Regions from separate parts of the Mus musculus genome. Here all the other regions are linked to region 4. A link is a contact called in public HiCAR-type, HiChIP or PLAC-seq and promoter capture Hi-C data. All regions are on one chromosome and are shown on one strand. The core of a region is the stretch at or near the end of the contact, and the rest is flanking DNA. Distances in the headings are between cores, read along the strand shown. Region 1 holds the start of Zfp975 (zinc finger protein 975). Region 2 has its middle 46 kb from the start of Gm26327. Region 3 holds the start of Vsig10l (V-set and immunoglobulin domain containing 10 like). Region 4 holds the start of AW146154 (expressed sequence AW146154). Region 5 holds the start of Zfp977 (zinc finger protein 977). Region 6 holds the start of Zfp715 (zinc finger protein 715).

Region 1 (2,700 bases), core at 115-2,614, 1.2 Mb after region 4:
AGAGGCAGGCAGAACTCTCTGAATTCAAGGCTAACCTGGTAGATGGAACAAGTCCTAGGACCACAAGCTCATCACTCAGAAAAACCAGTTTTGAAAAACAGACAACCAAAAAACATAGTCAGTATGGCCATAGTACCAAAAGCAATCTACAAAGTCAATGCAATTCCCCTCAAAATTCAAACACAATTTTCTACACACATTGAAGTTGCAAGTCTCAGGCTGGAGAGAGCTCAGCATTTAAAATTACTGACTGTTCTTCTAAAGGTCCTGAGTTCAAATCCCATGAATCACATAATTGCTTACAATCATCTGTAATGAGATCTGAAGCCCTTTTCTGGTATGCCTGAAGACAGCTAGAGCGTACTTATATATAATAAATAAATAAATCTAAAAAAAAAATAGAAAATGGAAATCTCTACCTCATTTGGAAGAACAAACGCTCCCAGGATAGCCCAAACATTCCTGAACCATAAAAGAACTTCTGGAGACATCACAATTCCTGATCTCAAGCTGTACTACATAGCAATAGTGATAAAAACCAAATGGTATCAGTACAGACAGGCAGATCAATCGAATAGAATCAAATACCCAGAAATGAACGCACACACCTATGGACACTTCTTTGGCAAGGAAGCCAATACCATAGAATAGAAAAGAAAGCATTGTGAACAAATGTTCTGGTCTAACTGGCAGTGTGTATAGAAGAATCACCCTGCACAGGATGGATCAAGGACCTCAATTACAACCAGCTACACTGAATCTAATAGCAGACAAAGCAAAAATATCCTTGAACGCACGGGTACAGGGCACAGAATTTCCTGAATACAACATCAATGGCTCAGGATCTAAGACCAACAGTTAATACATTTCTTAAAAATGAAAAGCTTCTGTAAGGGAAGGACACTGTCAATAGGACAAAACAGTAGCCTACAAACTGACAAAAGATGTTCACCAACCCTATAGCCAATTAAGGGCTAATATCCAAAAGTTATAAAGAACCAACCAACCAGACAAACAAACAAAATTGTAGAAGATACTGGAGAAACTAGGCATTTCTGTGTTTGCCATCTTGCCAAGAAGGTTTCAACACACCAGCCCATGCTTAAATATTCGCGCAGATAAAGCCCCAGAGCAGAGTTATTCAGAGCAGCTAAGACCACAAACAACCTCACAAGTAGCCCTCCCTGTGTAGCAGAGGTTCGCGATGTGTACTCAGCCCCAGGGAGGACTCACCATACTCGCTCCAGTTGTTCAATCGCCTGCCCCTTCCCATTGGAAGCAGCTGCCATATACTCACCATGTCGCGGATTCAGAGCTCGCATGAATTCCCCTCACAGCACCCAGCAGTAGCACACAGAGCAGGACACACAAACCACACCACACTCCTCCTCGGATACAGCACGGAACCAACAGCAAAGCACCGGGAAGCACCCGCCTCCACTTCTGACTGGCAGGTCAGACTGGAGGCCTTGATTGGTCAGCAAGTCTCGAGTGACATAAGCACCTCTCTTAAGGTTAGTGTGTGCTGAAGGGACGCAGTTTAGTGATTCCTGGCCCATGCTGCTGTTCCATGGCCTACCGTTTTCCAGATAAGTAGGGTGAGAGTGCACTGATGGGATAAGGCAAAGTGGTTATGCTAGGACCCCAGGGGCCCAAATGTTGAGAACGCGACCCCTAGAGACACAGCTTGACAATAGATCGCTGCAATGGCGAGAGGTTTTTATTCCGATGCGGACAGGGTTGCTCAGCCTCGCAGGGAGAGTCAACCCAGATTGCTTACAGTAAAGGTTTTTTTTTTTTTTTTACTACTCTTCATTTGCGGGGCTTGGGGGGAGGGTTACACAACTTTATCATTGTTGGCTAGCAAAGTAACAGTTATGTTTTTTACTTTTGGTGTCAGCCAGCGATGTCAGAAACTGTCAGCAAGGTCGGTTTATCTTAGAATTCAAACTGAGGCCGGGGTCCCAGGGACCGTTTTTATTGTTATGGCTAATTTTGAGAACAGCTAGTCTTGCTATGGCAGTTGTGGTCATTTTGACCATTAGTCAGTCCTCTCAGATGGGGAAGGAGGCAGGCAGTCTTGAGCTTCTTTACACTGGCAGGGAAAGGCTTGTTTATATTAGCAGGGAAAGGGCAAGGAGCAGGGGGAAGGGAAAGGCTTCTGTAAACTGAGAATTCCTCAAGCAGCAGGGGGAGGGAAAGTCTTGCTTCTGTCTTCCAGCACTTCCCTTCTCCCTCCTGTAATCAAGGAAGATAGCTTGCAGGGCCCATTATTTAACTTGCAGTGAAATAAACAACCCAGCCCATAGGGGAAGGGCACCCAGAATATTGACAATTGAGGAGATTTTTAGGAAACACTAAGATTTTTGTTCTGAGGTTTCATGGTCAGGTCAGGTCAGGTAAACTGCAGCTATGTTTCACCTGGTAGGCATCAGATTTTACAAAGCCCTGGGAGCAAAGCAGGAAAAAGATGACAAACTCTACACAACAGTATTGCTAGCCAGCACATCTTCCTTAGTGGGAAGAGGAAAAAACCCACAGCTGTATTAATAAAGGTATCCTAATGGACAAAACTGATAGATCGAATCTCTCTGTATATGTAGAAGGTGGATTTATTGGAATGGCTTGTAAGCTGTGGTCCAACCAGTCCAACAATGGCTGTCTGCAAATGGACAGATGAAGAATATAGTAGTGGCTCAG
Region 2 (2,700 bases), core at 109-2,608, 1.8 Mb before region 4:
CACATTTGTTTTAGGTTTTTATGTGTAAGGGTGAATTATCTGCATGTGTATCTGTATCACCTCTATGCCTGGTGCCTATGGAGGCCAGAAAAGGGGACTGATGCCCCTAGAAATGATGTCACAGACCCACAGCCATTTGCATGCTGGGAACTGAACCCCTCTGCAAGAGCAGCTGGTGATTTTTAAACACTGAGACATCTCCCAGCTACTAGATGCTTCCTTGTTAGTTGTCTGCTTACCCAACTATAATTAAGTTCTTTAAATGTGTGAACCTTGTTCTAGCCCCTGGGGTTACAGCAGAGATAGACAGCTACATCATAATAGTGTATCTTATGAGTCAAATTGAGTTTATTCTACTTATTATATCCTTAGGAATTATGAATTTTGTAGTTATGGAACACTCTATTCCTATCTTAGTTTCAATATTTTCTCAGCTCCACTGACCTTCACTTTCACACCTTTCAACAAAACACCTTTACAAAAATGTTAACTGATTCCAAATGGAGCTGGAAACCAGGACCAGTGTCTTTCTGCTACCGAACAGTGACCTCATGCTCTCCTGAACTTTATGGTTTCACACTCAAGTGCAGCTGGCTAATGGTGTGCTCTACAATGCGTTTTACACCAGACTCTCGAACCCAGCAAGATGGGCCCTGTGAGTATGGGAGTAAGAGTTCAATGAGGCCTGGAGCCTGCCTGGCAAGGATGTGGTTTCACACTCCATCAAGAGGCCAAGGGCTGCTAGAGGGAATCGGCCACCTGCTGAGTGTTCTCTTTGACCTCTGGACCAAGAACACTTTCTCATCTAGCCTATCAGTGACAAGAATGGGCACTTGTGGCTTCGAGTGGGGTATTTTTAAGTTTTCTAGCATCTCCTGCGTTTCTTGGCACACGGTATGAATCATATTACTGGGATAATGAACCATTTAATGGCTTGTGTGTTGATTTATCAGCTGGTGCTGGCGAGGCCAATTTAAAAATATAAAGCCATAAGTCACCTAGTCAAACTGTCCAATAGGCAGAGAAGCCCGGCCCCTTGCCAGTTGCTGCTGTGTTAATCATGATGCTGTTGTTCAGGCTAGCAGAGCAAGGACTAAGGCACCCAGTGCTCTTCCCTGGTGAGGTCATTCATCTAGCTTTGGTTGCAGTGTTTGTTTTGTCCTCATGCTTCAGTTAGAGGGAAAAAACAAAACCTAAGAAATAAGGACATCTCCTTCTCATTAGATCAAGGTCCACCAACCCTGGGTCCCCTGGGATTCCCAGTAAAGTATGAAAAATGGGCAGAGTTCACTGAGCCCTAGTTAAGTCCAAGATAGCGTGGGAGAAATGATACTAAAAGCATTTATGGTACTTTAAGGAGCAACACAGGCCTGACACTGTCAGTTTCATGACCAATCTGGCATGACCATCCTGCAAGGCAGGACCCTCCATTACACTATGTGGATAGCATCATACACCCAGCATGGGTCAGTGAGTGCTTGGTATTTTAGCATGGTAAAGTCCTCAGACAAGTAGCTGCTACTATGTAGAGGCCAGATCCTTGCTGTGTATGCTGATGAGTAAGCTACTGGTCTAATGCACACACACACACACACACACACACACACACACACACACACACACACACACACACACTCAAAATGAGGAAAGCAAATGTGTTGAGATTAGACTGTGTCCTCTCTGAGATACTTTATATTATGTAAAACAGTGATGTGTTTGACTTTGCTTTCAGACTGAGCTTTGTCTTGAGAAACTCCGTTTTTATAAGTAGCTTTTGGCCCCATTTTGATGGTACAAGATAACTTGTGTTCACAGATCCAGATGGATATGCAAACAATACCCAACTATCTGACACCATGCATGCAGCTCAGACTGATAAATGAAAGCTGAATGGTGCCATTTTATAGATTTATTGGGGGTGAACTAAGGTTGTAAGGCCAGATGAGTATATTAGAACAGTATCAGTGAAACCATGCCCTAGACCTTGTTGGGCATAACAGACCAAGGATAAACAATAACTTCCTCACGTGGACCTCGTAAAGAGATGGACATTTAGTAGAGAGATGACAGAGATTTCCTGTCATATGACCACTTGAGTATATGTCAAAGACCAACAGGTAGAGAACTTCTAACTGTCCCTGGGGCTTTGTCTTGATTTAGTCACCATTGTTGATCTAAAGTTGTTGTCCATTTATCCCTTTATCTGGACCTGGTCCTGGCCATTTTCCTTCTTCAGCTAGGTTCAACTCTATAGCTTTACTCTCAATTCTATGGCCCATAATGGCCTGCAACAATAGCATCTTCTGTATGGCTCAGTTTTGGCTCATTATCTAATCACTACAGAGACTCATGCATCCCTACCAGTTTGATTTTGGCTTTTTAGGCTCCTTTGAAACTCCTTGCTTCTTTAATTTTTGTAATCACCCCATGACTTTCATACATAGATAATTAGGTAGGTAGGGGTAGGGGTAGGGGTAGGAGTATAGGAATAGATATAGATAAATGATAAGTAAATCAATAAGTAGATAGATGATAGATAGGTAGGTAGAGAGATAGATGATAGATTTGCCATGTGATATGCCATATATGGTTCAAGAATATCTAACAAACTACTACCACTGAGACTGCTATACCTCATGAATTTACTATTTAATACATTCTGACATTTGAAAGGCACAAACATGTCTGTCTACATTTCTG
Region 3 (2,851 bases), core at 336-2,835, 2.0 Mb after region 4:
GGGGGTTGGGAAAGATCTAGAAGGAGTTAGGGGACAAGAAAAGATATGATCAAAACATGTTAAATTCTCAAAGAATAAACTAAAATAGTATTATTATTCATTTACTTCTATTTTCTTAGAGTCTCCATGCTGTCCTGGTTGTCCTGGAACTCCCTATGTAGACCAGGATAGCCTTGAACTCAGAGATCCTCCTGCCTCTGCCTCCCAAGTGCTGGGGTTAAAGGTGTGTGCCACTATGCCCAGCAAAACATTATTTTCCTCAAAAGGTTTTCTGACATAGCACTTCTGAGCTATATATGATAATATATGGAGCATGCTCAATGCCTTCTGACCATGCCTTCCACCAGCACGGAAAGCACTAGGTCTCAGAGGTTCAGAGCTGAGCAGAGGCCTAAAGCCTACCTAGCAAGGGGTGATAAGAAAACGTTCTGACGGACTGAAGCAATCTGACCAGCCTTAACCTAAGTCCAGCCTCTCTTGCTGGCTCTGCAACCTCTCATGGGAAATTTGGCTTTTCTGCATCCTCATTGGTCTGTGAAGTGAGGATCAAACATTCTGCTCAGAGGACACTGAGAAAAAAGAAATCAGCCTGATAATAATGTGCTGGTAGGATTTAGCATAGTTCCTGGCTGAGCTGAAGTTGTCATTATTATGGCTGTTAATGAGGTGAGACCTGAAGGACCAGTTGTGAGGTGGCCAGATTGGAGAGGGAAAACGCATTCCAGGTAAAGAGAAGAATGCTGGCAAGGGCTGGGAGGTTAGATGGCATCAGAAGAGCGGCATGTTCAGGAGGGTAAGACATAGTGCAGAGAAGTGGGTGAGGCCAGTAAGGATGTCTGCAGAGGATGCTGTGAAGCCAAGCAAGGCTGGGATATGGAGGGAGGGATCTGCTGGCCAGGGAGGGGACTTACAGAGTAGGAGGTTACAGAAAGTGTGTGTGGGGGGGAAGGGGGTTGCAGATGAAAAGGGTAAGGTCTGAGCAGTGGGTACAAGAGGAGAAAATGGGAAGAGATCTAGGTAGTATTCAGAGATTGGTAGCAGTGCTGGGTAGGGGGGACAGTGGGAAGCCTCCGCAGGCTTTGCATAGGTGATCCTGAAAGTATGGGTCAGAGGGAGATGCTGAGTTCATCAGGTATTGAACAATGGAAACTGATTTCTAAGTATCAGGGTAGATGGCTTTGATAGAGACAGCAACTGGAGACTTGGTTCCGAGGATCATAAGGAGTCACAGAAGGATCTGGAGAAGAGGGCAGGGTCAGAGAAAAGACTGCAGGTCAGACAGTAGACAGCAGAAGGCTGGGAAGCAAGACACCTGGGCCAGGTGGGGACACAGGAGGGGCTCTGACTTCACAGACACGCCTGAAGGAAGTCTTCCTGCGTGGTCCCCACAGGCTTGCTGCTTGGTCCCAGCTGGGAGTTCACCTTGCCCTGGGGGTGAGGAGTGGAGGTTCAGCCTGGGCTTCTCCATACAACCTCTGATGAAGACAAGAAGGGTGGAGCGGGCCACTCAGCCACCATATCATGCCAGGGGACCCTGGCACCTCCCACATTTGTCTCCTTTCTCCACCCAGGAAGCTAAGCAACCATTCCTGCTGGACTTGTCAGACCTGGGACAATGCAAGCTGTGGATCTCTGTGTAGTGTCCTCTCTGGAGTGTGACCATCACCATGGGCCTCTCGTGGGCTCTGCTGCCCTTCCTACTCCTGGGTAAGTTCCCTGTGCCCCTCTCCTCCCCAGCAGCCCACTCCCTGGCAGTCTCTCTCAATGCTCTCCCCTCCCTCCTCTCCTCTGCAGCCTTCAGAGCTGAGCTCCTTGCCCTCCAGCCAGCTTTGGGCTCTCAGCCACCCTCTGCCTCCTCCTCACACTCCATGGGCTCCTCTCGGGACTTTGTTTCAAACGTCTCCTCCAGCCAGCACCCCCAGCCGCCAGGTTCAGAAGCCTCTGCTGGAATCCCTGATTCCAACCGGTTTCCTCAGGGGCTGAATTCAAGCCATGTGCCTGGATTATTCAGGACCAATGTTTCCGCTGAGGAACAGTATCTCAGCCCTGATGTCACCTCCTCTGAAACCCCTCCTTCCAGAGTGTCTCTTGATGGTTTAGATTCTCAAGATCCTGACAAAGACTCTGGGCTTCCCTTCCTCGTCAAGACTCCAGCTTCACAAATATCAGTTCAAACTCCAGACACCAAAGTACCTACCAAGGCCTCAGGTTCAAAGCTATCCCTGGAGCATCACAACCTTGAACCTGGATCCAAAATTTCTTCAGAGATTTACCAAGCTGCAAGCTTTCCTCAGCAAGTGGGGGGACCCCTGGCTGTGCTAGTGGGAACCACCATCAGGCTCCCCTTGACCCCGGTCCCCAGCTCCAGTCCCCCTGCTCCTCTGGTGGTCTGGCGCCGGGGTTCCAAGGTATTGGCAGCTGGGGGTCTGGGGTCACAGGCTCCACTAATTAGTCTGGACCCCATGCATCAAGCCCGCCTGAGATTTGACCAGATTCGAGGGGGTCTGGAACTCACCTCTGCCCGGCTGGATGATGCAGGGGTGTACACAGTTGAGGTCATCAGGGGAGGAGTCTCCCAGCAGATTCGAGAGTTTGTGGTGGGTGTATTTGGTAAGTGGGGTCCGAGGTCCAGAGTGCAGGCTGCCGAGTGCCTGCTCTCCTCGCAGACCTCTGGACAAGTCTGTGCTGTGTGAATATGCTTCCTTCCTAGAAGAAAGAGCCTGTGGGTGGGGATAAGAGCAAAGGCAGGGACCAGAGCTCACCTTGTCTGAAGGAGGAGGTCTAAGCTGGACTCTTAGGTCTGAGAGAGGCCTGGACCTCACTTAGGTGTGACGGGGGAGGGCTAGGGCCT
Region 4 (2,941 bases), core at 176-2,675:
GCTTGATCAAGCCAGTCCTGGACCCAACAGTGTTTTCCCTTTTCAAAGAGTTGCCAGCCGGTGTTCTCCTGCGAATATGGCAGAACTATGCTTTTTCTCAAGAAGAAAACTAGCAGCACTTTGTGATAAACAGCCTTTAATGTTGATTGGGACTCTAGAACGCTCCCTTGAGCAGCCAGTTCTTTGCTATGAGGATGGCCCTAGTGGCTGGTTGCCAATCAGAGTAGCCTCCTTTGTTAAGCACTGGAGCACTTTTCTGGACAATCCTAGTGAACAAATATATCTATCCTAGCATCCTGATCTCTAACGGGTCTGGTTAGCACACTACTTATCTGTAGGGTGTCTCAGAGGCATTCCTCCCTCAGCTAAACTCTACTTGCTGTCCCTTACTATCTCCTAAGCATTGGTAAATCCTTTAACATCATCAATTCTACTCTTCATCACAGTTTGATATTGGAGTGCTACCCAACATGAAATGCCTTTTACAACCTCTACAGAATTAACTCCAAATAGGTCTTACAGCTAAATGTTAAATGATAGGGGAGTTAACTTTTAGAAGTAAAGAGAAACTAGGCCTGAGTTTGACATCCTGCTAAGGATGTTTCCACACACAAGTCTCTGTGCCAGATGCTTTGAGCAGATGCAGCCCTCATAGCGAAGTTATTCACATCCACTGCTGGGTTCAGGGAATGACTAGGACAAAAAGGGAAGTAACAGGTGGTCAGATCTGGCCACACTTACCACCCAGACCCAGGGACAAGCCACCATACCAGCTCCTGCAACACAACTGCCTGCTCCTCCCCCCTGTGGGCAGTGGCTCTGCACTCACCATGTCGCGAATTAGCAATTTGCTAGAGCTTCCCTCACAGCACCCAGCAGCAGCGCTTAGAGAAAAACAATCAGAACTTTTCCAGCCCGCTCCGCTACAGAGCTGAAGCTGCCGCAAGGCACCCGGAAGATCCCGCCTCCTTTTCTGACTGGCAGGTCCACCTCAAGGCTCTGATTGGCCCTTAAGTCTTGAGTAACGCGAGTACCTCCCTGAGGGTTAGGGTGTGCAGATGAGACTCCGCATGATGGTTGCTGGCCGGGTCTTCCAGTACAGTACCAGACCTTTTCCAGATACATAGAGATTTGCATTTCAGTAGCACTTGTGTCTGTATTCTACCCGTCTGTCTTTCCATCCCGCACCGGGAAGGACCCATCACCTCAGCTCCTGCCGCCCAGCTGCCTGCTCCTCCCCTTTGTAAACAACGACCCTGCGCTTTCTAAGTCGTGGTGGAATCTGGAGCTTGCTTGAACTACCTTTATTCATTAGGCACTTCCCCTTCTTCCTCCGGAAATGAAGGTGGATATGTAATGGAAATCAAGCTTGAAAATTGTAATTCCCAAATTTGACCTGTAAGCCTCACCTGCCCAGGAACCAGGTTACTTCTAGGAATGCTGGGAATTGTAGTTCTTTGTAAGTAACAAGTCCTCGTGGGAAAGTACGGTGGCCAAATTGATTATCTGTATAAAGCCCTACAACATGTGACCGGGGGCTATCCCAGCTGGGAAATTCTGTGGATATTTCTGATCCAGATCCACCGCTTGGTCAGTACTTAATATTTAATAAACGGTTGCTTCAAATTTGGACGGAAATGGTTGATTTGGTTTTCCAATAAAACTCAGGTTTAAGGTATGGAAGCGCATAAGGAAATAATGGTCCCAAATTCGCTCTTCATTCCGGATAATCGAGGGGTGGGCTGACCCAGCCAAGGTCTCCGGGAAATGCGTTCCCTCTGCAGACTCCCGGGGTGAATGGCAGACTCGGAGAAAAACAGTAAGCTTCCTGTTGGTTCCTGGATTCTGGTTAAGGGGATGGAGTTTGTACACCCGTTCGGGCAATTGAGAGATACCTATCGTTTGTTTGTTTGCTTGTTTGTTTTAGTAATTTCTACGTAATTGGGAGTTCATCCAGGGCCATCAGTTATTTTCTGATCAGTTATTTGCCATGGGAGCTCTGGAAACGCCCTCTACTGACGCTGGGAGGTAGAAACTTAAGTAACCCCGCACTTGAGAACTTCAGCTAGGTCCCAATGCCTAGGCTGTCCAACTAATCAGAGACTTCCAGAGGATACCAGGAATTCCAGGGATTATACAAGGAGTCCGCTGAAACAGTCTCCCATCGGTTAAGTTCTCCTAGATTGATGAAACCTCTGTGTAACACCAATTCAATCTATATTGTTGACTCCTGTTTTGTGTTTTGTCCACTTGTCTAGTGCTTCCTCGTGTGTTACCATAGGGTGGGGGAGGGGGGCGACTAAATTAGAGGAAGGCACAATATAAGAATTTACGGACTTAGAAGCAGAAAAGGCCAATTCTAAATATCGTTGTCTTAGGTATCTGATCTGTCTTTGTGTGTTTTGACTTAAGGCTGTAAGGCACAGTGGCTCAGGGAGCTCCGGGTGCAGCATACATAGTTCCGACCCCACCTGCATCTAACTGACTGTGAAGTTGTCTCTCAATATGAGATGCTCTGACTTGGATTGTATTCAGAAGCTACAGACTCTACCCCAGGCTCAGATACTTCTTCTGCCTTCTCCTACCTGTGTCTAGCTGGCAGGAAAGCTGGGTCGAGAAAAACTTAACATTTTAGAACACCAAGTATGTATAAGGTAGATTTGGAGATAGACAATTCACAAATAGCACTTGGGGCTCATTGGATAGCTTTGTAATGTCCAGAGCTCTGCCCCCAACTGCACAGTGCCAGACCCAGCTCCTCTCCAAATTATGGATGAATCTGTGATTTCTATTCTTGTAAGATTTGTTATTTTGGGCTGGTGAGATGGCTCAGTGGGTTAGAGCACCCGACTGCTCTTCCGAAGGTCCAGAGTTCAAATCCCAGCAACCATATGGTGGCTCACAACCATCCGTAACAAGATCTGACCCCCTCTTCTGGAGT
Region 5 (2,700 bases), core at 37-2,536, 1.1 Mb after region 4:
ATGGATTTCTGAGTTCGAGGCCAGCCTGGTGTACAGAGTGAGTTTTAGTACACCCATGTCTACACAGAGAAACCCTGTCTCAAAAAACAAAAATAAAAACAAACAAAGAAAAAAAAAACCAAAAACCAGAAAAAACCACCAAACACTAGCATGTGTCAAGCACTGGTTAATGCTCAAAGAGGAGCCAGCCTAGAACAGACCTTGCATTCCACAGCTGCCATTATCCTTAGTCTCTTTTGCATTCAGCCTCCAGGTTACACTTTGAACAATTGAGACAGGGACAGAGGACTGCAAGTCTAGCCACTTAGGCAGAGGGGAGGTTTGCACAGCAAAGATACCCCAGAAGTACTTCTTAAGTACATCAGAGACCTGAAACAGTGACACAGTCCTAAGTGGAAGATCCCAAAGGCTGAAAAGGAGAAGAGAGGCAGAAGGTACAGAGTACAAAAGGTGGGATGGGAAGGTCCCGCACAAGCAATACCTTATGCCAGGTCAGCTTCTTAAGAAGAATACCGTCTTTTATACTCCTTCCTGCGGTGTATAAAGTCAGCAGACACTGTTACATGATGGGATAAACTCGGAGGAGTCTAAAACAGTGCTGGGCAGCTTAATATTGGACAGGAGGTGATGTTTACAACTTTCTCATATTAACTCCAAATATATCTTGCATCACAATCTTAAAAGAAAGTGTAAAAATTGTATGAGATTAAAAAAAAAAGTTTTGTGTGTGTGTGTGTGTGTGTGTTTAAAGCCAGGCAGTGGTGGCGCACGCCTTTAATCCTAGCACTTGGGAGGCAGAGGCAGGCGGATTTCTGAGTTTGAGGCTAGCCAAACTGAGTGATTTCCAGGAGAGCCAGGGCAATACAGAGAAACACTGTCTTGAAAAACCAACCAACCAAACAAACAAAATTGTAGAAGATACTGGAGAAACTAGGCATTTCTGTGTTTGCCATCTTGCCAAGAAGGTTTCAACGCACAAGCTCATGCTTAAATATTCGCACAGATGAAGCCCCAGAGCAGAATTATTCAGAGCAGCCAAGACCACAAACAACCTCACATGTGGCCCTGTGTAGCTGAGGTGCGCAGCTAGCACCCAGTCCCAGGGAGGCCTCACCATACTCGCTCCAGTTGTTCAATCGCCTGCCCCTTCCCATTGGAAGCAGCTGCCATATACTCACCATGTCGCGAGGTCAGAGCTCGCCTGAATTCCCCTCACAGCACCCAGCAGTAGCACACAGAGCAGGACAAACAAACCACACCAGCCTCCTCAGCTACAGCATTGAACCAGCAACATGGCGCCCGGAAGCACCCGCCTCCAATTCTGACTGGCAGGTCAGACTTGAGGCCTTGATTGGCCAGCGAGTCTGGAGTGACATAAGCACCTCCCTTAAGGTTAGTGTGTGATGAAGGGACACAGCTTAGTGATTCCGGGCCCATGTTGCTGTTCCAGGACCGACCTTTTTCCAGATAAGTAGGGTGAGAGTGCACTGATGGGATAAGGCAAAGTGGTTGTGCTAGGACCCCAGGGGCCCAAATGTTGAGAACGCGACCCCCAGAGACGCAGGTTGACAATAGATCTCTGCAATGGCAAGAGGTTTTTATTCAGATTCACATAGCATTGCTCAGCCTCTCAGGGAGAGTCAACCCAGATTGCTTACAGTACAGTTTTGTTGGTGGGTTTTTTTTCTCTCTCTCTTTCTCTTTTTTTAGTGGGGAAGGGTTACACAACTATGATTGTTGGCTACCAAAGTAACAGTTATGTTCATTACTTTTGGTGATCAGCTAGCGATGTCAGAAACTTTGTCAGCAAGGTCGGTTTATCTTAGAATTCAAACTGAGGCCAGGGTCCCAGGGACCGTTTTTATTGTTATGGCTAATTTTTGAGAACAGCTAGTCTTGCTATGGCAGTTGTGGACATTTTGACCATTAGTCAGTCCCCTCAGATGGGGAAGGGGCCAGGCAGTCTTGAGCTTCTTTACATTGGCAGGGAAAGGCTTGTTTATATCAGCAGGGAAAGGGCAAGGAGCAGGGGGAAGGGAAAGGCTTCTGCAAACTGAGAATTCCTCAAGCAGCAGGGGGGAGGGAAAGTCTTGCTTCTGGCTTCCAGCACTTCCCCTTCTCCCTCCTGTAATCAAGGAAGATAGCTTGCAGGGCCCATTATTTAACTTGCAGTGAAATGAACAATCCAGCCCATAGGAAAAGGGCGCCCAGAATATTAACAATTCAGGAGATTTTTAGGAAACACTAAGATTTTTGTTCTGTGGTGTCATGGTCGGGTCAGGTAAACTGCAGCTATGTTTCACCTGGTAGGCATCAGAATTTACACAGCCCCAGGAGAAAAGCAAGAAACCGAAGACAAACTCTACATAACACTATTGCTAGCCAGCACATCTTCCTTAGTGGGAAGAGGAAAAAACCCACAGCTATATTAATAAAGGTATCCTAATGGACAAAACTGATAGAATGGATCTCTCTGTATATGTAGAAAGTGGATTTATTGGCATGGTTTGTAAGCTGTGGTCCAACCAGCCCAACAATGGCTGTCTGCAAATGGACAGATGAAGAATATAGTAGTGGTTCAGTCCATGTGGCTGGATGACACTGCTGGTATTCAGTCTACATCACAATGAGGAAGAAGTAGGCCAGTTTTCAAAAACTGAGTTTGCTAGTCAGAGGTAAAACATGAAGACAAGGAGAAAG
Region 6 (2,700 bases), core at 182-2,681, 1.8 Mb after region 4:
TTTCCCCGTCTACACAGACACATTAAGAAAAACAGGCTTATCCAATCCTCACTCCCCCACTCCATGTCTGTCTGTGTGCCCCCTCCCCCGCTCCCATGTGTAAGTGTGTGTGTGTGTGTGTGTGTGTCTGTATTTGAGACAAGGTCTATTATTTAGCTCTGGCTATCCTGAACTTGCTATGTAGACCAGGCTAGCCTTTAACTTTCACTGCCTGGGCCCCATTAGTGCTGGGATTTAAAGATATGAGCTACTTACTCCTCTCAGACCAATACACAGTTTTTTAAGCACTCCAAATCAACACAAACATTAGGGTACAAATAAAACGGCCCAATATTATTTTGGTCAACTGCCAACCAGTGATCTTTAACGTCTGTATAGGATCCCAAAGACAGGCAAGCACTGATGCACATAATGTCCAAAGGATTCCCAAGTATGACTCTAATGTGCCCCAAAGAGTGAAAGTGTTTTTAATATTTGGGATCATTCCTTCAATAATGCTGGTCATCCAGAGGTAGGAACGAATTAGTTGGAAAAGGAGACCCAAAAGCAGCCCATAAAACAAGATTCCCTACTTTTACGGACCTTAGAAGAAATCTCTTGAGCTCAGCAGCCTAGATAACTAGGCAGCATGCAAAGCGTGGGACCCCCTCCCTCCCTCCCTCTCTCCCTCCCTCATCCGTGAGAGCCTGAGCACTCGCAGTTCCGACACCTGTGGTCTTGACACTTGCTACTTTGGTCAAGCCGACGGGATTTTCTTCACATAGTGCTAACCGGAATCAAGCCACAGTCACTGGCCACGCCAACACTAACGACCAGAGTCGCCCTCACAAGCATCCCACTCCCGCCCTAGGCTCCATCGCTGCCTCTGCTGACCCCTACGCCAATCACGGCTTGAGTGGGGCACAGGCCACCTCAAAGTCTTCGCCCTTAAGCTCCCGACTCCCACCCGGGGACCCGCTGCGTGCAGCGCCCACTCACTGAGTCCCGCCCCCTAATGGCCTCAGCTGACAACTTTCATGGACGACTGCGTGAAAACCCACAGGAGAGCACATTGGGAAGTGACAAAACACCCAAGATACGGGAAACCCTCGGGAACAGGGTGAAAGCGCACCACGCGACCCCCACCCCATCTGACGAGCCCCGGCAGCCGCCTCAGCCCAGTCCTTCAGCACAAACCAGCGCTCGGCACAGCACTGCGTCCTCCCACCCCCTGCGCCGCCGCCGCCGCCACTCACCTCACACTGCCCGGCCGAGAGCTCTGCACACGGCACGCCTGACGGCGACTTCCGCCCACGGAAGCCGAAGAGTCCCGGATGGAAAAGTTCCAAACCACCTCGCGGACCCGCCAGCGAAGTAACACTCGAATGACTACAACATTTAAGGTTTCACGGCCACTCTATTTCCGGTGTCTTTTAGATTTCCGGCAGGACATGTCCACGCCCAGTAGAATAATGCGCATGCCCACTAACACTTTTGACCCGAGTGTGCCTGCCAGCAGTCAGCATGGCAGACCGGGTGGTTCCAGTTTCCTTGGAAACTGTGGTGGCGGCGTGAGTGAGCTCCGGACGTTGGAGGCCACCATCCAGGAACTTTGATTCCATGTGGGCGGGCAGCTAAATGCAACGCCTTTGAGTGGAAGTCTGAAAGCTGTCTCCCATATGGTGTGACAGGCCTGGCAGGAATATGATAGTCTAAAGAGACATTCTGTGCCCCTTCCTCTACAGACTATTGAGACAATGGAACACAGAAATAGAAATTCCATGATGGGAGAAAGGATGTGCTGAAGCCAGGAGGCAGTCAGAGCAGGGACTTGTCACAGGAAAACAGATTTCACACCGTTCTGACAACTTCCTAGACCACTTTGCAGGACAGACTTCAGTCGGAGACAATGATAGCGAGGGGCCACAAACTAAGATTGCTTGGTAAGACTGCTTAGTTACATACCTCTTGCTTTCTATTTAAACCTAATTCTGCAGGGGAGAAGGGATGATATGATAGAGAGGTAGCTTAACAGGTAAGTGCCCAAACTGCTCTTAAGGGCTCAATTCCAGCACTCACACGTCAGCTCACAACTATCTGTAACTCCTGTTCCAAGCGGACGCTCTCTTCTGACCTCCAAAGACACCGAGCACACTAGTGGTACACAGACACTCGTGCAGATAAAACACCCATACACATAAAATAAAAATTTATATCTTGCCCAGTGGAGATGGTACACGTCTTTAGTCCCAACACTCTGTAGAGAGAGTCAGGCAGACCTCTGAGTTCAAGGCCAGCCTAGTCTATAGAGAAAGTTCCAGGACAGCCAGGAGAAATCCTGCCAAAAAAAAAAAAAAAAGAATTAAATCTTGATCAAGAAGTTGGCTCATACCTTTAATTCCAGTACTCTGGAGGCAGAGGAAGGCAGATCTCTGAGTCTGAGGCCAACCTGGGCTACATAACTGAATATAATCTCATAGCTCCCATTTTGCTATTGTGGAAAGATAAACTAGGCAAGATAGATCTCCATTGTTTTAAAATTGTATTTTCCTAAATTATGCAAGCTTTTGAGAAAGAAAAAAAAAAAAACCTTTAATGGGTTAACAGAAACTTTCGATTTCCAAGACAGAAAGCATCTGGGAATATCTAAAGACTTTTTTTTTAAGGTTTCTTTCTTTATTTTATGTATATGAGTATACTGTAGCTGTATTGATGGTTGTG

Evidence for each region. Promoter capture Hi-C pulls out the DNA fragments that hold promoters and counts their contacts. HiCAR-type assays count read pairs that join an accessible place to other places. HiChIP or PLAC-seq counts read pairs in DNA pulled down with a chosen protein or histone mark. Capture Hi-C pulls out chosen DNA fragments and counts their contacts.
Region 1: a contact with region 4 is called in a promoter capture Hi-C map of liver, with 4 times the contacts expected there. The contact joins the promoter of Zfp975 here to the promoter of AW146154 in region 4. A contact is called at or near these places in 2 of 39 promoter capture datasets (embryonic stem cells and hippocampal neurons), 2 of 115 datasets of contacts at active chromatin or transcription factors (large pre-B cells and stem cell-derived neural progenitor cells) and 1 of 9 other capture datasets (liver).
Region 2: a promoter capture Hi-C map of pre-B cells shows a contact between it and region 4, with 8 times the contacts expected there. The contact joins the enhancer-like site here to the promoter of AW146154 in region 4. A contact is called at or near these places in 4 of 39 promoter capture datasets (cranial neural crest, embryonic stem cells, hippocampal neurons and 1 more), 1 of 484 Hi-C or Micro-C datasets (CD4 T cells) and 1 of 9 other capture datasets (liver).
Region 3: a promoter capture Hi-C map of pre-B cells shows a contact between it and region 4, with 5 times the contacts expected there. The contact joins the promoter of Vsig10l here to the promoter of AW146154 in region 4. A contact is called at or near these places in 5 of 39 promoter capture datasets (the HPC-7 cell line, cranial neural crest, hippocampal neurons and 2 more).
Region 5: an H3K4me3 HiChIP or PLAC-seq map of embryonic stem cells shows a contact between it and region 4, with 5 times the contacts expected there. The contact joins the promoter of Zfp977 here to the promoter of AW146154 in region 4. A contact is called at or near these places in 1 of 39 promoter capture datasets (embryonic stem cells) and 1 of 115 datasets of contacts at active chromatin or transcription factors (embryonic stem cells).
Region 6: a contact with region 4 is called in a HiCAR-type map of astrocytes, with 5 times the contacts expected there. The contact joins the promoter of Zfp715 here to the promoter of AW146154 in region 4. A contact is called at or near these places in 4 of 39 promoter capture datasets (cranial neural crest, hippocampal neurons, maxillary cranial neural crest and 1 more), 2 of 484 Hi-C or Micro-C datasets (CD4 T cells and rod photoreceptor), 1 of 115 datasets of contacts at active chromatin or transcription factors (astrocytes) and 1 of 9 other capture datasets (pancreatic islet).

What each region holds. Positions count from the first base shown.
Region 1 is chr7:42,691,354-42,694,053 of GRCm38.p6, forward strand. Zfp975 (zinc finger protein 975) reads right to left here and starts at 1,365. Exons shown (of 4, transcript NM_001008427.1): 1 at 1,298-1,365. The coding sequence starts at 1,300. Gm38998 (a long non-coding RNA gene) reads left to right here and starts at 1,497. Exons shown (of 3, transcript XR_001778103.2): 1 at 1,497-1,598.
Region 2 is chr7:39,674,578-39,677,277 of GRCm38.p6, forward strand. No RefSeq gene overlaps it. Among named protein-coding and RNA genes, the nearest start is that of Gm26327, 46 kb to the left of the region's middle. Within about 2 kb of position 1,359, at least 20 of the 459 cell types and tissues checked have an H3K27ac peak or open chromatin away from gene starts, as enhancers often do. A contact at or near this core is called in pre-B cells, where this site is marked.
Region 3 is chr7:43,461,566-43,464,416 of GRCm38.p6, forward strand. It overlaps Vsig10l (V-set and immunoglobulin domain containing 10 like), which reads left to right and starts at 1,586. Exons shown (of 10, transcript NM_001368881.1): 1 at 1,586-1,707; 2 at 1,795-2,610. The coding sequence starts at 1,668. Gm39000 (a long non-coding RNA gene) reads right to left here. Exons shown (of 3, transcript XR_003946763.1): 2 at 2,516-2,851; 3 at 1-1,475.
Region 4 is chr7:41,498,465-41,501,405 of GRCm38.p6, forward strand. AW146154 (expressed sequence AW146154) reads right to left here and starts at 1,426. Exons shown (of 4, transcript NM_001033530.3): 1 at 830-1,426. The coding sequence starts at 832.
Region 5 is chr7:42,591,259-42,593,958 of GRCm38.p6, forward strand. It overlaps Zfp977 (zinc finger protein 977), which reads right to left and starts at 1,287. Exons shown (of 4, transcript NM_001362112.1): 1 at 1,179-1,287. The coding sequence starts at 1,181.
Region 6 is chr7:43,311,869-43,314,568 of GRCm38.p6, forward strand. It overlaps Zfp715 (zinc finger protein 715), which reads right to left and starts at 1,432. Exons shown (of 5, transcript NM_027264.4): 1 at 1,236-1,432.